Regions from separate parts of the Sus scrofa genome. Here regions 1 and 3 are each linked to region 2. Evidence: chromatin contacts called from public Hi-C data. All regions are on one chromosome and are shown on one strand. The core of a region is the stretch at or near the end of the contact, and the rest is flanking DNA. Distances in the headings are between cores, read along the strand shown. Region 1 holds the start of CCDC12 (coiled-coil domain-containing protein 12). Region 2 holds the start of PTPN23 (tyrosine-protein phosphatase non-receptor type 23). Region 3 overlaps NBEAL2 (neurobeachin-like protein 2).

Region 1 (3,615 bases), core at 290-2,789, 340 kb after region 2:
TTGGGGTAAAGCCGCCTGGGTCAGGGAGGAGCTCTCCAAAGATAGTTTGCTGCAGGAAATCTGATGAACTGACTCAGGTCAGACTGAAGTATGGACGCCTTCCGTGCAAGCTTGGACCCCCAGCCCATTCAGACTCACAGGCCCTGACCACCAACTGGGCTGCGCCCACAGGAGCGGCAAGGCCAAGTGCAAACTACGCTCCCCGCCCGTCTCTTTTTCTCTGGCCTCAGTTTCCCCATCTGTAAAAGGGGGAAGTGCCCTGCCATCTTGGTCCAGGCCCCTCTCCTTCCGCACTACAGAGGCTGCGCAGTCCCGACCCAAGAGGCTTGAGCGAGGGGCGCACCCGCGTGGGCCGACCCCCAGGTATAATTGCCAGAGGCATCCGCGGGCTAAGGGTGCACACGTGTGTGCAGAGTCCGAGCACGCCGGGAGCGCGCGCATTTACGCGGTCCAGGTGGCGCCGGGCACAGGTGCAGCAGGCACGGAGCGAGGGGAGCTGGGAACACCGCGGACACGGGGCGGGGCGGGCTCACCTGCGCGTAGTAGAGCAGCCACAACTCGTAGAGCCGCTCCGAGGCGGCCATAGCCCGGCCCGGCTCCGGCCCTGCTGTACGCTACCTGCCGCCGCCGCCTCCTCCGCGCCGCCCGCCGGTTGCCCTCGGCCAGGCCCATGGGCGGAGGGCGTCACTCCGGGGCGGAGCGGCGCGGTACTACTGGGGGAAGTAGTACTGGCCCCCGCTGCGCTCCTCCTCCTCGCAGCCGGCCGCCGCCCGGCTTCCTGCACTCCTGCGGCCGCCACCGCCGCCCCGCCTCTCCCGGGACCGTGCAAAGGGGGGCGGGGGGAGCCCGGCGGGAGGAGGAGCCTGAGGTCAGGGCGGCCCCAGAGGGCGCGCAGCAGCCCCGCCCTCCACAATCCGCGCTCTCACCGCGCTTTGGAAAGGGCCACTCAGAGCCTCCTGGACTAGGGTTGAGTCAAGGATTCCAGATTTGTTCTAGGTCTATATCTGACCGGGACGCATTCTGCCTGCAACCACTCGTGAAAGGGACAGGCTTACAGGGTTGGGGGAAGGGGCTGCAGGCCGCATGCAGATGGGCAGCGTCCTTCAACAAGCAATGATAACAATCATGATGACCACTTGCAGCGCTTACTACGTGCCAGGCGCTGTTATATGGAAGTGCCACTTTTTTTACTCCTGCTGTTAGTGGAGCAGGATAATGTGGCGGGGGTGCAGCGAGGATTGGGGCTAGGGGTGGGAGAATCAGAAAACAGCGGGGCAAGTGTGAAATAGCTCCAAGGAAGCGCGGTACCCTCCATCTTTGGGGCAGATCCCTGGAAAATTTAGGTAGTCTTCCCTCACCTGGGTCCCCTCCTTACTAGATGCTCTGATAGAGACACCTTCCACTCCACAGCTCAGCACTTGATTCACCTCTTTTAACATCAAGAGGTTAAAGTGTGCCTCATATCTCTGTTTTACAGGCAGAGAAACTGAGGCCCAGATGGGCCAAATGAGGACCACCTAAGCAGCCAATGACAGCATGGACAGGGACAGACGCCTGCCTCCAGAACCACTGTCATCATCACTCCTGGGCTTCTCCCCCCCCCCCCCCCGCCCCATCCCTCCAGCTCCCCCAGCCCCCCTGAGAAGTGAGGGGGCACTCTGGTCTTGGGCAAGGGTGAGGCCCTTTGCTGTGGCTGGTAGGAAGTTTGTGGGACCCAGAGAGTTGCCGTCAATTGGAAGAATTGACCCAGTCTGGACCCTCTAGACCTTGGGTAGCCAAGAAGAGACAGACCTAGTCCCTATACCCAACCTGCTCTGTCTTCTTGGCTTCTTGGGCAGTTCCTCCACTTTGGCCTTTTCTCCTGCCCTACCCATCCTACTTCTGAGCTGACATTTCCTGAACAGTTACTACCGGCGGATTGGGTACTACCCGCATACCTGATGCAGGGGAGTTGGAACCAAAAGGCCCAGGTTACTGAAGTCAAGGGGGTTGTGCATGGGGGCTGGCTGGACAGGGTTCTGTGGCACTGGGTTCTGTGACCTCTGAAGGGAATTGGGAAGGAAGGAGTGGGTGTCTACCTGCTGCCAGACTGGGGAGAAGGTCCCAAGCAGGGAACAGCCTTGCTGAGAGACAAGTAGACTGGGGGGAAGGGAGGAAGCTTGGCCTCCTCTTCCCAGGTAGGAGGAGGTGTGGCTCTGGAATCTGGACAGGCTGTCAGAAGATCTTGACTTCAGGCAAAGTGGTTCTCGGGGCATGCTAATTAGCTTGGGAAAGAATACCCTGGCAACTTCTGCTGGGGAACACTGGACCTCTTGGCCACCTGCTGCAGCAGAGGCCAAACTAATTCTCAGCTTAGTTCTTAGGAACTAAACTCAGCGTGGTCCCCTGGGAACCACTGGACCCAAGTTGGGAGATGGGGTTTGCTCTTTCTCAGGTTTGGCAGTCTGACCCTGGGTTAGGGGTGGGAGGGCATCAACCATGAACTCAGAGGAAAATGCCCCCCAGCCAACCCCGCCTCTTCTTAGGCTTTGTCTTGAGCTGAGAGTGGACAGAGAGGGGCCCAAGGGCCCATAAACAGATCCATCCAGGAAGCCACTGAGAGCTTAAGAAGGACCTCTTAAGCTGGGGTTGGAGTGGAGAGTCAGGGAAGGTTTCTTCAAGCCTTGAAGAATAAAGACAAGTGGACAAAGGTAAGTCAGGGCATTCCAAGTGTTCAGCATGGAGTGAGCAGTGGTTGGCGCTTAGGCAAAACCAGGGTGATCGATGCGCTCTATCCTCCTCCACTCAGGTCTGATTCCACTTGCCACTTTCTCATTGATTGGCGTTGGACGAATCGAGCCTTAGAGCCTACTTCTTTGCCGGCCAGAGGCAAGTTAGGCGAGTTGCTGGGGAGGAAGAGGGCGGGCCCTCCTATAGCAACTCAGCATTGGTTGGCTTTCAAGACTTCCGGCTCTCCCATTCCCGTCCCTGGATTGGCTGTAAGAGATTAATCTACGCCTTGGGCCTGCGCGATGCTGGACGAGAGGAGAGGGGGTCGGCTGGCAAGATGGCGGCTACTGCGGCCGGTGTGGGCCGGTTGGAGGAAGAGGCATTGCGGCGAAAGGAACGGCTGAAGGCCCTACGGGAGAAAACCGGGCGCAAGGTGAGAAATGCAGAGTGAGGACCGTGGCCGAGGTAGCCGGCGTTCGGATCCAGGACTGGGACCAGAGGCAGGAGACTAATGGAAAAGGCAACTACTAAATACGCGCATGCGCGCCGCAGGAGCATGCGCGCGGCGTCTGCGTCCGCCCACCGAGTCTGGTGCTGCCGGAGCGGTGCTAGTACTGCGCTGGTGCTAGTCCTGCGCTGGTGCTGTTGCGCATGCGTGGGTACGGGTGCGGCAGTGGTCAACGTGTTGCGGGCTATTTGGCAATTATCTGGTGTTTTCTGCGTGGGTCTCCAGGCCACATCTAATTTCAGGTGCTCGTTGTTTTAGGCGTGATATGCTCGCGTCTAAGCACGCTGAATTTTCCGTCTTCCCATGACCAAGCAACCTTCTACACTTGGTGAAATTTTGGAGTCTGGCGGAGGCAGACTCCTCTGTCCTCCAGAGCGCCTTGGGGGGCGGGACAGTAT
Region 2 (4,095 bases), core at 638-3,137:
TAGAAGACCAAACATACAGAGAATATTAAGGGAACAAAAGTGGCTATGAAAAGAATCTGGGATACTTGTATTAGAAGAACACAGAAGCACATACTGGGCCCTGAAGAAATGCTGAAAGAACTGGGGTAGGTCAGAGAGAACTCTAAATGGGTTACGGATGAACTACGAAACAAAGGAGTTTTGTTGTCTTTTACAGAAATTCATCCAATTGTACTTGTATAAAAGAGCAGAGGGAGGAGCTCTCTGCTGTGGTGTAACAATATCCACAGCATCTCTGGAGCAGTGGGACTCAGGTTCAATCCCCCACCTGGCACAATGGGTTAAGGATCCAGCGTTGCCACAGCTATGGCACTGGTCAAAACCGTGGCTCAGATCTGATCCCTGGCCTGGGAACTCCAAATGCTGCAGGGCAGCCAAAAAAAGAAAAAAAGGAAGGACCAGATGGAGAAAAGACCCAAGTTTTGGACAGAGCTAACAAGATTCTGGAATTTTAGATCAACTAATCTAACTTCCTGGTCTTACAACTGAGGGAAAAGATGCCCAAAGACATTAAATTATAGACCCAAAGGAATACAAACTGTTAGTATCTGAACTAAGGCAGGGGTGTAAAGAGAGAAAGAGAGAGCTTCTTGGGAAACTACTTTTTAACCAATTTTCTTTCTTCTATTTCTTTTCTCAAGCACCTGAGTGGTGCACCATCTAGCTTTTGGCAGACGCTGTGCTAAAACCACAAGGATGTCAAACTCCAAGGGCCTCCTGGTTTTACTTTTCACTTCCCCTCTTACTCTCAATGCTACCAGTGGTCCTTCCCAAGGCAGTAGATACATGCCTCAGACAGCACCTGATTCCCAGTCGACAAACCTGGCCCCATTTTGTACCGGCCATACATGATCTCGCCATAGCGTTCCCTTCCCTCCATTAAGGCTAAACCTGCCTGATTCCTCCCTCCAAATGAAGATTCAACAAACGACTGCGAAGGTCTCTCCAGGAGCTTCAACACTGTTTATCCTCTCTGAGCAGTCGTGAAAAGCAGCAACCCTCCCCCAGATGACATGGAACTGCATCTTTTGGTCCAAATGGGATCCAGATTAGAGTTCTTCTGAGATCAGAAGAGAATTGCATCAAATGTCAGAGAAACTCCAATCGCAGATCAAGCATTCCAGTGGGTCATCCTCATCCTAGTCGGGTCGTGGACTGATTGCGCACCGAGCGCCGGGCACAACCATTCCACCCAGACGGTCACAGGGGGACGCCCACTGATCTCCGTGGGACAGTCCTGGCGTGAAAAGGGGGCGGGCAGAACTAGATCCAGAGCGTCACACAGAGGAAGTGAGGTGCCTTGGTGGGAACCGTGGATAGCCCTGGGCCAGAAGTGGAAAAGCTGGTTCCAACCAGACAGCGGGAGCTAGCCCCGGGCGGGCGAGAAGAGAAAATGGTCTGCGGTCTCGCGTGGGTGGACCAGGCTAAGGAAAGTCAGCGGAGGCCGTTCCTGCCTCACCCGACCCTGCGACAGGGCCTGGGAGAGAATGGACGCGCAGGGGGCGTCACGCGCTGGCGGACGACGGAGATACCCCGGAAAAGTGGGGGGTGGGGGGTGGGAGGCGCACTCACCTTCTTCACGGCTGACTGAAAGTGGAAGTCACCGGCCTCTTTCAGGTCCAGCCAGATCATGGGCATGCGGGGAACGGCCTCCATGGCGGCTGGCGCTCCCCCTGCCACCCAGCAGCTTCCCTAGCTTTAACAGCAGGGGCTCAACCGCGCGCACCGCACCGCCCCTCCACGCCGGAAGTCGCTTGTCACGCGGGGATGAAAAAAAAGCCCCCAGGGCCTGCTGGGAGATGCAGTCCCCGTCCGCGCAGCCTTGCGTCCAGGATCAGTTTCCGTTGCGCATGCTCAATCTCCTCCGCGTGAGACTAGGGCGTAGAGGGCAAAATCTCCAGCCAGCGGCGAAAGCGTTTCTGGGAGTAGTAGTCTTTCTGCACTGATCTTCCAGGCAGGGCGCCTACTGGTTTACTTCTCCAGAGCAAAGTAAACCTGCCAGGTCTGGCTACAGCCCTTAGCGTTCTCTACTCAGGGGAAGGACATTAAAAAACAGTCCTGTAGGAGTTCCATCTGCGGCGCAGGGTCCGGATCCAGCACTGCCCTGCGTAGGTGGCAGGTGCAGCTAGGATTTGATCCCCTGCCTGGGAACTGCCTGCTGCAGGTACGGCCGAAAAAGAAAAAAAAAAAAAAAAAAAAAGGTTAAAATGACAGACTTTACGATAGGTACATCTTACCAAAATTTAAAAAAATGAAGAAGAAAGAAAGAAAAGAGGAGTTCCTGTCGTGGCGCAGTGGTTAACGAATCCGACTAGGAACCATGAGGTTGTGGGTTCGACCCCTGCCCTTGCTCAGTGGGTCAAGGTTCCGGCGTTGCCGTGAGCTGTGGTGTAGGTCACAGACGCGGCTCGGATCCTCCTTTGCTGTGGCTCTAGCATAGGCTGGCAGCTACAGCTCCGATTCGACCCCTAGCCCGGGAACCTCAATATGCCGCAGGAGCTGCCCAAGAAATGGCAAAAAGACAAAAAAAAAAAAAAAAAAAAAAAAAAAAAAAAAACAGAAAGAAAAGAAAAGAAAATTCAAGGCCATGAAGATAAAAATTTTTTTAAGGAAAAAGAAAAATTTACCAGCATCTTAAAAGTTGTTTCTGGAGGACTATCTTGGAGTCACCTTCTCATAGGTGGGAGAAATGATGATAAGACCACAAGTCTGAAATCAAGGTATCAGCAATGTTGGTTTCTTCTGAGGCCTTGCTCCTTGGTTTGTAGATGGATGTCTTCTACCCGTGTCTTCTCATAGTCTATGTTCTAATCTCCTTTTTTTTTTTTTCTTTAAGTCTTTTTGCCTTGCCTAGGGCCACTCCTGCGGCATATGGAGGTTCCCAGGCTAGGGGTCCAGTTGGAGCTGTAGTTGCTGGCCTACGCCAGAGCCACAGCAACACTGGATCTGAGCCGCGTCTGCGAGCTACACCACAGCTCAGGGCAACGCCGGATCCTCAACCCACTGAGCAAGGCCGGGGATTGAACCCACAACCTCATGGTTCTTAGTCGGATTGGTTAACCACTGAGCCACAACGGGAACTCCCTAATCTCCTCTTACAAGGACACCAGTCATATGGGATTAAGGCCTCATAACCTCCTGTTAACTTAATTCTTTTTGTTTTTGTGTTTTTCAGCTGCACCTGCAGCATATGGAAATTCATGGGCCAGGAGTGGAATATGAGCTGCAGCTTCGACCTCTGCCACACCTGCAGCAAAGCTGGATCCTTAACCTTTTATGCCAGAGCGGGAACTCTTAGTTAACTCTTTAAAGACTCCATCTCTGGAGTTCCCTTCATTGCACAGTGGAAACAAATCCGATTAGGAACCATGAGGTTGACAGTTTGATCCCTGGCCTCACTCAGTGGGTTAAGGATCTGGCATTCTTGTGAGCTGTGGTGTAGGTCATAGACGAGGCTCGGATCTGAGTTGCTGTAGCTGTGGTGTAGGCCGATTGGACCCCTAGCTTGGGAACCTCCATATGCCATGAGTGCGGCCCTAAAAAGCAAAAAAGCAAAAAAAATAAAAATAAAAAAGATCCATCTCCACGTATATTCACACTCTGAAACTCTGAAGTATTGAGGGTTAGTACCAAAGCTTATGAATCTTGGGAGACACAATTCAGCCCATAACACATGGTTTCAGTGACATGAAGGGAAATTGTTATGAGAGGGATCAAAGACCAAGAGGTCCCATGAGAGGGTCTTGAGGCAGTGGGGTAAGGATGGGTCAGTGGAAGTGAGGCAGCAAGAAGGATGTCTCTGGGGTTAAAAGTGCTCTCCTAATGCACATACTTCCTCACATAGATGGGAAAATTTGGGAGTTAAGGGAAGTCTAAGACAGGACAGTACTGAGGGAGGGTAGGTCCCATCACAAGGGGCAGCCAACACCCCATTCAGCTAGGTCAGTTAAACCCTTTCTCAAGACAACCCTCCTGTCAGAAATGGAACAGCCTCACAGACACACAGATGTTCTCCCCCATTTTACCAATGTGGATCCACTTTGCTGATGTGAACAC
Region 3 (3,780 bases), core at 356-2,855, 310 kb after region 2:
ACTTACCCACATGGCCCATGTCTTCCCTGTGGCTGGAGTTGTGAGGCATGGTTCTACCAGCCAGCAGTGCTCCGAGGGGCTGCATCTCTTAGAGAAGGGGTTGGAGTGTCATGGACAGTGCCCAGGCAAAGGAGATGGGAGACTTCTGTGAGTCCAGAAGAGGCTGTGTATAGGGACATTAGTAGAATTCCTCAGGCCTGAAGTCAGAAATCCCTGGGGTAGCCTGTTCCCCTTTCCTGGCTCACTTGATTCTGATTCACTCCATGGCTGGGTATCCCATCCCCCATCTTCCCATTCGCCAATCTTGACCAGTTTTCTCCAACATCAAGTGGAGTGGAGATGATATTGCTTGCCTCAGCTGGCCTAAGCTGGAGAAGGTCAGGATGCAGCTCAGGGTGGAGAAGAGCACATTGAAAACCACCCTGTCTCAAAGACCTTGGCAAACCCCTGGACTCAGTCCAGGGTTGGCATAGGAGGACCAGGGAGACTCCTTTCCCCATCTAAGACAGCCAGGTAGAGACTTAGCAGCTGATGGGAGGGCTCCCCGGAGTTCTCAGCACAAGCATAGCCCCTGGAGTGGTCAGTGTCCAGCCCTCACCTCCTGTTCAGAGGCTGGATGGGACAGTTCCTATGTGGGTTCAGCAAGGGCAGAGGGTATGTGGACCTGGAGGCACCTTGGTCCTTCTCATCTGGAAGTTTGGAGGGCTTGGAAACCAAATACCCGAAAAGCACTCAATCCCAGGACCCATCTGTACCCACAGGGCTGATCCATCTGGGACCTACAACCTGCTGAGGCCTAGGGAAGAGAGACCCTGTATGGGCTGAAGAGGGCATCTTGCTTGGAAAAAGGATGGGGATGAGACCAGGGAAAGACCCTCCAACTCCCCAACATCCACCACTCCCCATCTGGCCTGGTCCAATCCAGGCACTCCAAATTCACTTCCCTGGACAAGGCCAGGGGCCTATGTTTATGCTAAATGCACATGCACAGTTGGCAAGTGTGTCTGGCGCAGAGGCTGCAGTGACCCTTACCACATGAAGGATGTATATACATTTGTGTCACTTACCGCATAAGAGGCCTTCCCTGGATCCTGGCTCGCAGGTGAGCCTGTGACTACGCTTGTAAGGACAGCCAAGCCTTGTGCCTGACCCACCCCCGGCTGTGGGATTGGAGCCTCTACCACCCACCCCGACACACATGTCCCAGAGCTACACTCTGCATGCCCACACTACCCTGGCTACCCGCATGCATCCCAACCCAGATGCTAGCACGACGACGGCACAGGATCCCGGGTCTGGAAGTGGGGAACAGAGAGAGAGCCCTTTGCTTCCTCAGTCCAGGAAAACACAGTGCTCTGTCCCTAACCCACTCCTGACCTGTGGCGGCCGCCTTCGCTAGTCCCAAGATCCGTTGAGCCTTGGCGGGATGGGGCCTCCAGGCCTTGGGCCGGCCAAGATGGAGTAGAGTCCCTGGGAAGGCCAGGTTCTGACCCGCCCGAGACTAGAGCGGAGGCGCAGATCGCGGGAAGGCTGGGACCCGAAAGGGGCTGGGCACTGAGGGGGTGGGGCTGCCCGCGGTTTTGCCCCGCCCTGTCCAGGAACGCGCACATGCGCAGAGTCCGCAGCTGGAATGAGATCAAACCAGAGAAACAGCAGGCGGGGTCCTCAAGGACAGGCAGCGCGGATGGGGAAGGAACGAGCCACCGTGGGTGCTCAGACCAGGAGCATGTGAGCCCCAGACGGTGGCCAGGGCAGGCTGCGCGTGCACATGCATGCTCAGAGGCGGAACAGCTACAAAACTAGTTCACGTTTATTGCTGAGATGGGAGAGCGGGGGCGGGAGCGGGGCGGGGTGGGGGGGGGCCACCCTTAGGATTAAGGCCACAGCCCAGCCCCTTTGATCTGCCGGGACGGGGGCTTGGGGGTTTGGGCTTGGGAGCCTGGGTTCCCTGCCCCAGATTGTGCAAAAAGTGCTGTGCGGCCGCTCTGGCCAGTACTGGGACTCCAGGCAGCCCCTCTGCCAGCGAGGGGCGTGGCTTCCTGGAGTACACCGCCTGCCAATCCCTGAGCTGGGCGGAGGTGGGGCCCTGCCCACCCCGAGTGCGGACTGGGATTCGCCTCCTCCTCAGTTTCCCCCTCCGGGACGGAGTCTTCGGGAGCGCAGCCCACTAGGGGCGGGGCTGAGCAGTGGGGCAGGTCAGGCTGTCAACGGGCCTCTCCAGGGTTGTACTCGGTCTCCCCGGAGGACACCTGGGAGATGCGCCTGGAGGAACGCCACAACTTCCGCGCGAACTGGCTGCTACGCACCTAGTGAAAATAGGAGCAGGCCGGGCTCAGGCATGGCTGTCTCTCCTCAACCGGTTCGAGGACCGACCCTGCCTTCCTCCTTACCTCAGAGGGCTGCCCTGCGCCCACCACGATAAGCTTGCCGTCCTCCAGGCCCACGAGCACATGGCTGCGTTCCTTGGTCACAGCCACACTGCGGATGGGCACCTTCATGGGCAGGGGAGGCACGGCCGGCAGCAGTCTGGAGGGAGGGTGGGTATATACACAAACTCACAACTGCAAGGCAGCTTTGCATCTAGCAGAAAGATGTCTCTTCATTCTCCCATCTACCTCCCTGTCCTCATTTGAAGGATGGCTCGATTAAAATCCGGATACATAAAGGGACCTCCCACAAGTGTGTGGCTAAGGGAGGCCCAGGGCAAGATCTCCCATTGGGGGATGGGAGGACAGGTGCCAGGCCTTGAAGAATGTGCCCACAAACATATAAAGGGAGTGTGCATCCACGGGGGTACCTCCTAGTGTCCTCTGCCAATGACCACCACCCTGAAGGATCATGAACCCATAAATAGTGGGGCTCACTTGTTCAGGTGGAGAATGTGCAGGGCACACTGGGCTGTGCCCAGCAGAACAAAGTCCTCCGTCACTTTGAGGGCTGTGGGCTGCTCTCCCAAGGTCAGTGAAGCTCGCAACCTCCCATTCACAGAGTAGAGGTGCAAGGAGTAGGTGACCTGGAGGAAGGAGGTGTTAGCAAGAACAGAATCCCAACTACTCCTATCTTGGCTGGGTGCCCCTTCCCCATACCTGAGCCCCCAGACGCTCCCGCGCTGAGCTCTGCACCACAATCTGGCCCTCAGACCCCAGTGCCAGGTGAGCCACGGGTCCAGGCAACGTAGCTCCTGGGGGCCTCAGTGTGGCCACAAAGTGGCCGCGGCGTACAGTGTGGATGATCACAGTTCCATCCTGCGGGAAGGCAGCTTAGGGTGCTAGGCAGGAGTGTCTGGGCTCCAAGGGCAGTGCCCAGCAAACTCAGTCTCCCCTGAGCACAAGCATACACACACCTCAGATCCAGACACTGCCATGTCGAGTTCAGTGCTGATGGCCACACAGCTCACTGCAGCCTCATGCCCATATAGGACCTGCACGGGCTTCGATGCCAGCCCCACTGAGAGACCACCCTGTGGGGAACAGCAGGGCTGGCTCAGGACTGGAGTATCCCACTACTCTGACCCCTGAGTGAGAAGGCAGAAACTCAGGAAAGTGAAGGTCTTGTCTAAAGCCAGAGAGCTGAAAGGCTGTGGAGTCCCGGGCTTGCACAGTGGCAGAGGGAAGGGGAGAGAGCAGGCACTGAGGGGCAGATGGGCTGCAGATATGAACTATGGGGACCCCACAGGGCTGCCACCCAGCACACCTGCTGCAGCAGCCGCCACACCATGCATGTGGTGTCCCGGGAGCCTGAGATGAGGTAGATGCCACAGGTGTCCAGTGCGAGGCAGGT

The links. Hi-C and Micro-C count contacts between places; a contact is called where the count stands out from the background.
Region 1: a contact with region 2 is called in a Hi-C map of liver, with 4 times the contacts expected there. The contact joins the promoter of CCDC12 here to the promoter of PTPN23 in region 2. A contact is called at or near these places in 1 of 5 promoter capture datasets (liver) and 2 of 47 Hi-C or Micro-C datasets (both in liver).
Region 3: a Hi-C map of liver shows a contact between it and region 2, with 7 times the contacts expected there. The contact joins the enhancer-like site here to the promoter of PTPN23 in region 2. A contact is called at or near these places in 1 of 5 promoter capture datasets (liver), 4 of 47 Hi-C or Micro-C datasets (embryonic fibroblasts, epiblast stem cells, heart right ventricle and 1 more) and 1 of 2 datasets of contacts at active chromatin or transcription factors (skeletal muscle).

What each region holds. Positions count from the first base shown.
Region 1 is chr13:29,844,607-29,848,221 of Sscrofa11.1, reverse strand. It overlaps CCDC12 (coiled-coil domain-containing protein 12), which reads left to right and starts at 1,539. Exons shown (of 9, transcript XM_005669466.3): 1 at 1,539-1,970; 2 at 2,526-2,690; 3 at 2,789-3,142. The coding sequence starts at 3,047. It overlaps NBEAL2 (neurobeachin-like protein 2), which reads right to left and starts at 816. Exons shown (of 55, transcript XM_021068700.1): 1 at 534-816. The coding sequence starts at 584. It overlaps LOC110256226 (a long non-coding RNA gene), which reads left to right and starts at 3,149. Exons shown (of 2, transcript XR_002337516.1): 1 at 3,149-3,459.
Region 2 is chr13:30,188,451-30,192,545 of Sscrofa11.1, reverse strand. PTPN23 (tyrosine-protein phosphatase non-receptor type 23) reads right to left here and starts at 1,887. Exons shown (of 25, transcript XM_021068730.1): 1 at 1,612-1,887. The coding sequence starts at 1,695.
Region 3 is chr13:29,876,291-29,880,070 of Sscrofa11.1, reverse strand. It overlaps NBEAL2 (neurobeachin-like protein 2), which reads right to left. Exons shown (of 55, transcript XM_021068700.1): 49 at 3,694-3,780; 50 at 3,344-3,460; 51 at 3,087-3,245; 52 at 2,865-3,013; 53 at 2,391-2,526; 54 at 1-2,306. Among named protein-coding and RNA genes, the nearest start is that of NBEAL2, 31 kb to the right of the region's middle. Within about 2 kb of position 1,605, at least 46 of the 83 cell types and tissues checked have an H3K27ac peak or open chromatin away from gene starts, as enhancers often do. A contact at or near this core is called in embryonic fibroblasts, liver and skeletal muscle, where this site is marked.